Linked DNA regions of Mus musculus: region 1 is linked to region 2. The links are chromatin contacts, called in public promoter capture Hi-C maps. All regions are on one chromosome and are shown on one strand. Each heading gives the region's core, a stretch centred on a gene start, on an enhancer-like site or on the middle of the called end of the contact. The rest is flanking DNA. Distances are from core to core; before and after follow the strand shown. Region 1 overlaps Adamts2 (a disintegrin-like and metallopeptidase (reprolysin type) with thrombospondin type 1 motif, 2). Region 2 has its middle 23 kb from the start of Gm46259.

The links. Promoter capture Hi-C pulls out the DNA fragments that hold promoters and counts their contacts.
Region 1: a promoter capture Hi-C map of hippocampal neurons shows a contact between it and region 2, with 2.5 times the contacts expected there. The contact joins two enhancer-like sites. A contact is called at or near these places in 11 of 39 promoter capture datasets (the 3T3-L1 cell line, 3T3-L1-derived adipocytes, cranial neural crest and 7 more) and 1 of 115 datasets of contacts at active chromatin or transcription factors (fibro-adipogenic progenitors).

The regions. Positions count from the first base shown.
Region 1 is chr11:50,715,660-50,719,909 of GRCm38.p6, forward strand. All of the region lies in intron 3 of Adamts2 (a disintegrin-like and metallopeptidase (reprolysin type) with thrombospondin type 1 motif, 2), which reads left to right. Among named protein-coding and RNA genes, the nearest start is that of Gm39819, 20 kb to the left of the region's middle. Within about 2 kb of position 1,907, at least 30 of the 459 cell types and tissues checked have an H3K27ac peak or open chromatin away from gene starts, as enhancers often do. A contact at or near this core is called in hippocampal neurons, where this site is marked.
Region 2 is chr11:50,569,029-50,573,304 of GRCm38.p6, forward strand. No RefSeq gene overlaps it. Among named protein-coding and RNA genes, the nearest start is that of Gm46259, 23 kb to the left of the region's middle. Within about 2 kb of position 2,628, at least 20 of the 459 cell types and tissues checked have an H3K27ac peak or open chromatin away from gene starts, as enhancers often do. A contact at or near this core is called in hippocampal neurons, where this site is marked.

The DNA.
Region 1 (4,250 bases), core at 657-3,156, 150 kb after region 2:
TCCCTCTGCATCCCACAGAGCTCTGTCTGTTAGCTCTGTGGGTTCATCTATCGCTTGCACATGAGCTGTCTCCTCCCCATCCAGTTAGAGCCGGGGCTGTTCTGAAGGACACCACATCCCCTCACATCTGCAGCCTGCTTAGAATCTCTGGTCTCTCCCCATCAGTCTCTCTCCACATTCTGAAAGCCTCCTTGCCAGAACGTGGCCATTCTTTGGCCTTCCCTTCTGCCTTCTATGGTCAGTCTCACCGTCCTCACCACCTAGGGTTGCCCAGAGCTTTTATTCTTTTGGGGCCTACATTACAGATTCCTTTTTCCTCAGCCAGGCTGACCTGGGGAAGGTTAGAAAGAGAGCACCTTAGCCCTCATCTTGCCTCTATCTGAGCCACTCCCCAATAGGGTACCAGTCTCTATCCTGGGGTCTGATAAAACATTCTTGAGACAAATTCGAGTCATCATGGCCCAGGAACATGGAGCTAGGTCACCCCACTTTCCATGGTCCAACATGGGAGCAGTTTTTGTAGCAACAGAACAATAAAAGTTATAAATCAAGGCATTTTAAAATACACTGGTGGTGGACAGTACTGGGGGGGGGTGAGGAATCTCTACTATAGCATCTTTAGCGCTTCTGTTAGCAAATGGTGTTTTGTGAAGTTAATGTGTTCCAAGGGTTTTTATCTGTCTATCAGGATGTTAGGTTTGACACAAAGGTGGGCAAGGAATGTCTTTTTAAAGGGCTAAAGATAGCCAGCGAGAAATTACAACTGCACTACCAGATCAGCAATGGTCCAAACTCTTCACAGACATTGGCATTTTATTAGTCAATGTATGAAGACAGCTTCCTTTCAGGGATTCTTAATTTTGTGGCTGACTCACTCTGCGGTCCTACAATATCTGAGAGAATACGGTCTGATCCACACTGGCCTACTGGTGTCCCTGTCCCATTTAAATTTCAGGCCAGTGTTTAAAATTAGAGACAGAGGGCCAGGGCGCTGGCTTGGTGGGTAAGGTGTCTGCCTCTGAGGATATGAGTTCATATCTCTAGATCCGCATAAAGTCTAGGTGCAGTGACTCCTGCCTGTAACCCCATCCTGGGATTGGGGGTGAGTGACTGAGACAGGAGAATCCTGGGGGCTTCTTGGAAACCAACCTGGCTAAATAGGGAGCTCTGTGTTCAGTGAGAGACCCTGCCTCAGAAACTAGGGTGAGGAGGAGCAATAAAGGAAGACACCTGCCATGGGCAAGCACACCTGTATACACACAGGGGCATACATAAACATACAGAAACACATGTGCAAGCATGCAGGTGCACACACCTCGGCAAAATACATTTTTAAAAATTCATAGGTATTTGGTGGGTATGGTGACTCAAACCTGTAATCCCAGTTGAGAGCTAGAGACAAGTTCCAATTTTGATTACACAGGAATTCAAGGCCAGCCAGCACTACATGAAACTTGGACCGGGAGGGGGGAGGAGGGAGAGAAAGAGAGAGAGAGAGAGAGAGAGACTAGCACAAAACCAGGCTCTCAACCTCCTTGCACATTAAGAAGGCCCAGCATCAGGGATGGCTTCCTGTCAGTCACTGCTATCCCGGTTGGCTGGAGGCAGCCTGCCCCAGAGCACATACACACTCATATCCCCTTGCCCAGAGGCCACGCTCCCACTTGGCTTTTCCTATGGGAGCAAAATATTTTCCAGGAACAAAAAAACAAAAGATAAGCCAAGAGGAGTGCCTGTCTTAAGGCAGAGAAGAGAGTGTATTTCTTCCTGGAAATGCAGAGGGTAGGCTTAGGATGTAAACAGTGCGTCTGGCTCAGTGAGAGACTTTTAGAAGTATACTCACTCTCTTGCTTCTGCAGACAGAGTCCCAGCAGCTGGCTCCGCAGGGACTCCAGTGGTCTGGGAGGCCTGAGTGAGAGCTGCATTTGACTTGGGGCCTGGAGCCAAAGACGGGTGGCCCCTGTGTGACTATCAGTGTGTCAGGAGCCATGGCAACCACTCTCAGTGACAACAGACACCCACTGTACGGCCACAGTGAGCCACAGAGCCCACCCTATCTTGCTAAGCCTCATGGCCACCTCTTCTGCAAAGGCTGATCAGGGAAGAGACACACATTTCTTTCCGATGTGCGCAACTGGCTGCTCTTTCAAGAGAGAGGAACGCCCACAGATGCTTCCATTCCCACAGCCTCGTTCCGCCCTCTCCAGCCTCTGCTCAGGCGCAGCGTTTGGATAACCGTAGTTTTCCATCGAACCAACAGATCTTGGCGGCTCAGTTTCTTCATTTCTCACCAAATTCCATGTAGTTGCCTGGAAACCTGGAGAAGGGTCAGAGGTTGCTTAAGTTCTCCAGGAACTCACCTTAGGGAGCATGAGTGGGAGCGTGCGCGCGCACATGTGTGTGTGTGTGTGTATGCACGCGCAAGTGTGTATGTACATGTGTGGGCTAGAATGAGTGTGTTATTGTGTATGTCCATGTGTGATAGTATGTATAGTCAATGAATGTTTGGATGTGTATATGTGTGAGGACGGCCGTGTCATGTTTGTGGCTGTGGAGGTATGGCTGATTCTCTGTGAGTGGGTGTATGAAACTGCAATCAGCGTAGCAATTGCATGTGGGCGTGAGTGTGGGGTGATGTGTAGTGGTCACATGACTGTGACCGGAAGACTGTGATACTGCACAGGGTCTGTAGCAGAAGTCACAGCAATACGTGGAAAGTGAGCAAAGAGAGATAAGACAGAAGTGGAGGTTTGGGGATGCTATGGTGGCTTGTCTTAGAACCAGAAGCAGGTAGATAGGAACTGCCCTAAACATAAGGTCCATCCTGGAAGGAACAGGGTTCCTGCACAGCAAGTGGCGGCTAAGTCTTGGGCTCTGGGGTGGATGCTCCCTGCTCCAGGGTGGATTTAGGGGACAGCATGTGTGGAGGACAGGGACTGCTGCTGAGTCCTGTAAGGTCTCTTGTGTTTTAGTGAAGGTCAGAGCAGGCACCCTGCCTTGTGCCCCCTCCCCCACTCCCATCCCATGCCCAGACCTCTTTACTCACCGGCATCATCTCCCACTGACCTGGCCTGCTGCTCCCTGGCACGGCCACATCTGCTTTTAAGCAGAAAAAGGAAATGAATGATCGTGATTTGGGGAGACCTTGCCTAACTGCGCCTGTCCTCTGCAGCCTTGGGCTGGAGAAGTGGGCTTGGTAATCTTCAGCTAGAGAGGTGACTGCTCTCTCCACCCCTTGCCCCTGACTCTCAGGGCAGGGCTAGGATCTGAATTTGCAGCACGAATGCCCCCCTGGACCTCCCACTCCCTCCCTGTTTGTTAGGAAAAGCCCTCCCAGGCTGCCGGACTGATCAGATTCGCTGGACTCAGCTCTGGCTCCAATTTCTGATTTCCTTCCCTCTCTAAACAGGAGTATCAAATTAAGCTTGGTCAAGACTGTGAGCTGACAGCAGGCTCAGTGCCGCCAGCATCACAGCTGCGCCTCCAGGGTCTGCGGGAGTAGTAGAGCCCCTATTCACCTCCTCCACCACTGCCCTGGTCTTTCTCAGGTAGGAGGCAGCATTAAAGAAGGGCTGGTGGGACCCACAATGGTGTGGAAAAGCCACCACCCTTGGGGGCCTAGGTACCAAATATGCACAGGAAGACAAATGGGGTGGATTCAGAACCTAGGGGACTGAATGACTCTGGGGAAGGTCTTGAGATGTACCTCAGGGGCCTCAAGAGCTAGCAGCCTGTCTGCACTTGAAACTCACCTGTGGGAGGAGGCAGGCCCTGGGGAGGATGCACAAAGCCAGGCTCAAATGTCTGCTGCCTCTGGAAGATAGGGGAGAGGCCAAACAGACAGAAAGAAGGACCTTGCTTGGTCCCACATGGAGCTTGCACCAAGACATAGTTTGGAAAGAGACTGTCAGTGCCTGGCACTTTCTGGGAGAGAGGGTGGGATGCTACCGGCTTACAGTCTTAGTGTCTTGGCTGAGCAGGATGTAGGAAGGGGCCAGGAGAATGGCAAGCTGCCCGTGGTCTCTATGTGGGGCTCCTCAGGACAGACCCAAGGAACCTGACTGCTGCCCACACTGCCACCCATCCCCCATCAACCCGGAAGGCACTGGGGCCAGGGAGGGGTCTATGTGTCTCCTAGACTGTCAATCAAGAGGGTATATCCATCTGGCAGGGATGCTCTGTTCTTGTCCTCAGCTTGGGGGAGAGGAGAAAGGATGCTACCTAATCCTTCCATGGGCAGGTCAGGGACG
Region 2 (4,276 bases), core at 1,378-3,877:
TAGAAGGTTTGCCATGTTTTCTTCTCTTTGATCCATTTAGAGCTGATTTCTTTCAGGATGAGACAGGGATCTAGTTTATAGCGTTCTTCTATAGCGGATATCCAGTGTCCCCTGCATCAAATAGTGTCTTTTCTCCAGTGTATATTTTTGGCATCTTTGTTAGGAATCACATAGCTTCAGATGTGTGGGCTTACATGGGGGTCTTTTATTCTATCCGTTGATCTGTGCATCCACGTTGGAGCCAGAACCATGCTGGTTTTGTTATTATGGCTCTGCAGTATAACCTGAATTCCGGTGCGCTGCTAACCTCAGCACTGCTCCTTTTGCTCAGTGTTGCTTTGTCCACTGGGGGTCTTTTGTGCTTTTATAGGAATTTTAGGATTAGTGTTTATATTCCTGTGAAGACTATCATTGGGGTTGTGGTGGGGGCTGCACTGGATCTGCAGAGCGTGTTTAGTAAGGCAACCAGTTTTACAATATTGATTCTGTCTAGTCTGCACCTGTCCTTCTTCTCCCATCTTCTTCGATTTCTTTCTGTGGTGTTTTGAAATGTTCACTGAAAGTTTTTTTTTTCCTTCCTTGACTAGAGATATTCCAATGTTTTTGTTTTAAAAAATATTGCAAATGGTATTTTCAACATCTCTGATTTCTTGAGCTTTTGCTCATAAGGAAGGAACTCTATGGCTTATCTGCTTCTTAAAGACCCTACCCTTTAGTCACATTGGACATTCAGTCAACACTTGGGGAAAAAACCCTTCAAGACCCATGATTCACATCTCTCTTTAATGCAAACAATGTTCATTCCATCTTAAAGTTCCCTGAAACTCAATCCAACAACAATTCAAAGGTCCAAACTTCAGTCTTACCTAAATAGTTGGGTGAGAGATGCTGGGAGCCCCCTATGGAGAGGAATTCCTTTCAGCTGTTAGCCTGTTGGGAACTGAGCTGTAGCTGTACCCTGGATCAGTTTGTGAAGTCTCTCCTCAATCAGCCCTTGAGACCTATCCCAGGCCAGAGGATGTTTCGCAGCGTCTTCTTCAGGAAGAGGTGCCATCTAAGCCTTCAAAAAAGCACTGGGGAAGAACGCTAAAAATCTTGATTAGTCTCCTGTAAGCCACACACCTAGCCCTACAGCAGTGGTGGTGGTGGTGGTGATGGGCTGATGTGTATGTTCACTTCTTCCAAGGTTAGATGGGCAAGAAGGAGAAGGGGCAGAGAGACAGACAGATCCAGGATTGCAAGTGAGCTCACCCACTCTACCCCTGGGTACTGGCTCCCCTTCTTATGGGGAAGAAAGCTACTGATCTCATAAGTGCAGACACACGAGCATCCCAGACTCTTGATACCAATGCTAACATTTGGTACCAATGGCCCATGCACCTGCGGTAGACCATGTCCTGGGTCAGAGGACATTTAAAATGATAACCCTGAGAAGATACGATATGACATGGGTCATTCCCACAGGTACATATGTCTGTCCCAAGTATCTATATAGAGAAACTAAGGATCCAACATTTTAAAAGACTGACAAGTTATCAGCATGGGAAGTCTGCCCAAATCCAAGACCTGGTGGTCTCTTGCCTTCACAACATTGCTGACTAGAGACAAGGCCAACCAGGAAAAGAGGCTCTTAGAAAGGAAACAGTGGTGCACACAAGAAAATGGAAAATACATAAGGCAGATGAAATGGGCTGGTAGGTTCTACAAGGAAAGCTGAGAGAAAACAGGGAAGGAACCACAGGAACTTTCAGTAAGTTAACAGTAGAGAAGGAGATAGCATAAGCCTCAACAGACAGACCCATCAACGGTGGTAACTAGGAACACAGACATACAGATGAGCAGGCTGGCGAGCCTGGGGCTGGCACCCAGCCTGCAGTTTCTATCTTCTTGTCTCCTCTACCCCAGGGGCTCTGGCTGGTAGTCCTACCTCAGCCAAGCTCAAGTGGAAGATTCAAGGCCAGTCAGGCTCTGTGGCATTGGAATTGGGCATGCAAACACATGGACTGATGTCCTGGGGCAGCTGAGACAGACTAGACATGGAGAGGCTGTGTTCCCTCAGCAGCAAGGGGCCTTAGTCTCCTCTTTGGAAGAGTCTGTGGGTTAGGGAGGATGGTGCTTTCTGGAAGCTTCTCTGTAAAGCATCCAGCATGTGCACCTGTTTCCAGAGCTTTGTCAAATTCCAACTGTTCTCACTGTCCTGGTAGGGGGTGTCTCCCTTGCAGCCTGTTCTGGCCAGAGGATAACTGTTTCCCCCCCCCCCCCACACACACACACACACACACTGCCCCAGAAGAGCACCAGCACTATGACGGGTGGGAGTGAGTGACAGAGGCTAAGAGGATAAGGAATTCATGATGGTTCTTTGACAACTCTGACCAGGACATCTTTCTTAGATTCCTCTAGCAGGGGTCTATTTCTGGCCCAGAGGTGAGTCTGCAGGAGTTTGAAATCTACCCAGCCTATTCCAGCCTGAGCAGAGGCTGCAGGCTCAGTGGTTTCTGAGCTGGGCCGAGCTGGGCCCTGGTGTCTGGGAGCAGGATCTTCTCAGGAGCTTGCAGACAAGGGGATGTGCGTGTTGTTGCTGGGATACGGTCGAGCCCAGGGAAGCTCGGCCCAGCTGCTCACTGGCAATGGCATTGATTTTTACCAAAGGGTTGTGCTGTCTCAGTGGCTTTGAGGTGCCTGTGCTTGGCAGGCCTTGGGCCTGCAAGCTAGGGCTGGCTACTAGGAGTCCTGAGACCCCAGCAGGGAGCTGAGCATTGAAGGAGGTCGGGGAAGCCTTTTGGGGATTGCAGTCTTTGAAGGAGAACCCCTCTCTGGCCATGAGTCTCTTGTGCATTGTTTTCTCTGTGCCAGGCATCACTGTGGCATGATCAATCCCCACCCTCCAAAGCCCACCTTCCAGGGAAGAGGCCGAGGAAGCTGAGGCTCTGTACTTTACAGCAATGGTTCAACCTTCCTAATGCTGAGACCCTTTAATACAGTTCCTCATGTTGTGGTGACCCCCGACCATAAAATCATTTTCATTGCTATTTCATAACTGTAATCTTGCTACTGTTATTAATTGTAATATAAATATCCGATATGCAGGATATCTGATATGTGACCCCCGTGGAAGGGTCATTTAATTCCCAAAGAGGTCACGACTCACAGGTTGAGAAACATTGCCTTGAGTGGAAACAACCGATTATCTATTTTAGAACGATTTTGAAGTTAGGAGTTTGAAGGTTCCAAGAAAGGAATGATAGGTGCTTCAGAAGGCAGAGAGGTTAATTACAAACGTTCATTACACATCACAGGAACTATCCTGCTGCACCTCATCCTACTGCACCCCATCCCGCTGCACCCCATCCTGCTGCACCCCATCCCGCTGCAACCCAGAACTGTGTACAATTACCACATGTCCATTAGAAGAAGACAGAAAGCAGGGCACGGTGGGGCATGACTTTAATTCCAGCACTCGGGGAGGATGGACACTGAGTTTAAGGTCAGCCTTGGCTGGGGCTACACGAGACCCAATCTCAGAACAAACCGGAATGAAGCAGGGGATAGGAAGGTCAGAAGGTCAGCTGATGATTAGATTGGGTGACCTCACCCAATGGCCTTCACCTCTCCCAGTCTTTTCTCCTCTGTAATATGAGGGTGATGAAAATTATTCAGAGGACTGTTGAAAGAAGGAAATGGAAGCAAGGATGGGTCGTTTGAGATAGCACTCCATCCATAGTAAGCGCATGAGAAGTGCTAGGAACTCTTTCCGTGAAAGGCATGGGCTGAGCTCATCAAGAGGTGATTAAGATACAGTGGTGTCATGTTGTCATGTGGGTGGGTGGGTGTCCTGGGCTTTTCTATGTCCCCAGGTTCCTGAATAATCACATGGAGGCTTATTTATTTATAAATTAATTCCTAGGCCTTACACATTGGCTTGGTTTCCAACTAGCTCATAACTCAATTAACCCATTTCTATTATTCTATGTCTTCTACATGGCTGGTTACCTCTCCTCAGTTTCATATATTTGACCTCTTCTACATTGTATGTGGCAAATCCTCCTGCTTGACCATTTCCCAGAGTTCCTCTCTCTCTGCCGGATGTCCCACCTTCTAAATCCCACCTCAGCTTATTGGCCATCAGATTTTTATTGACAGATGATGCTTTTACACAGAGCACAAGAGATTATCCCTACAGGTGGGCTCTTACATTCCTTTTTGAGACAAGATTAAGACACAAGCAGACAAATTTCTGAGTTCAAGGCCAGCCTGGTCTACAGAGTGAGTTCTA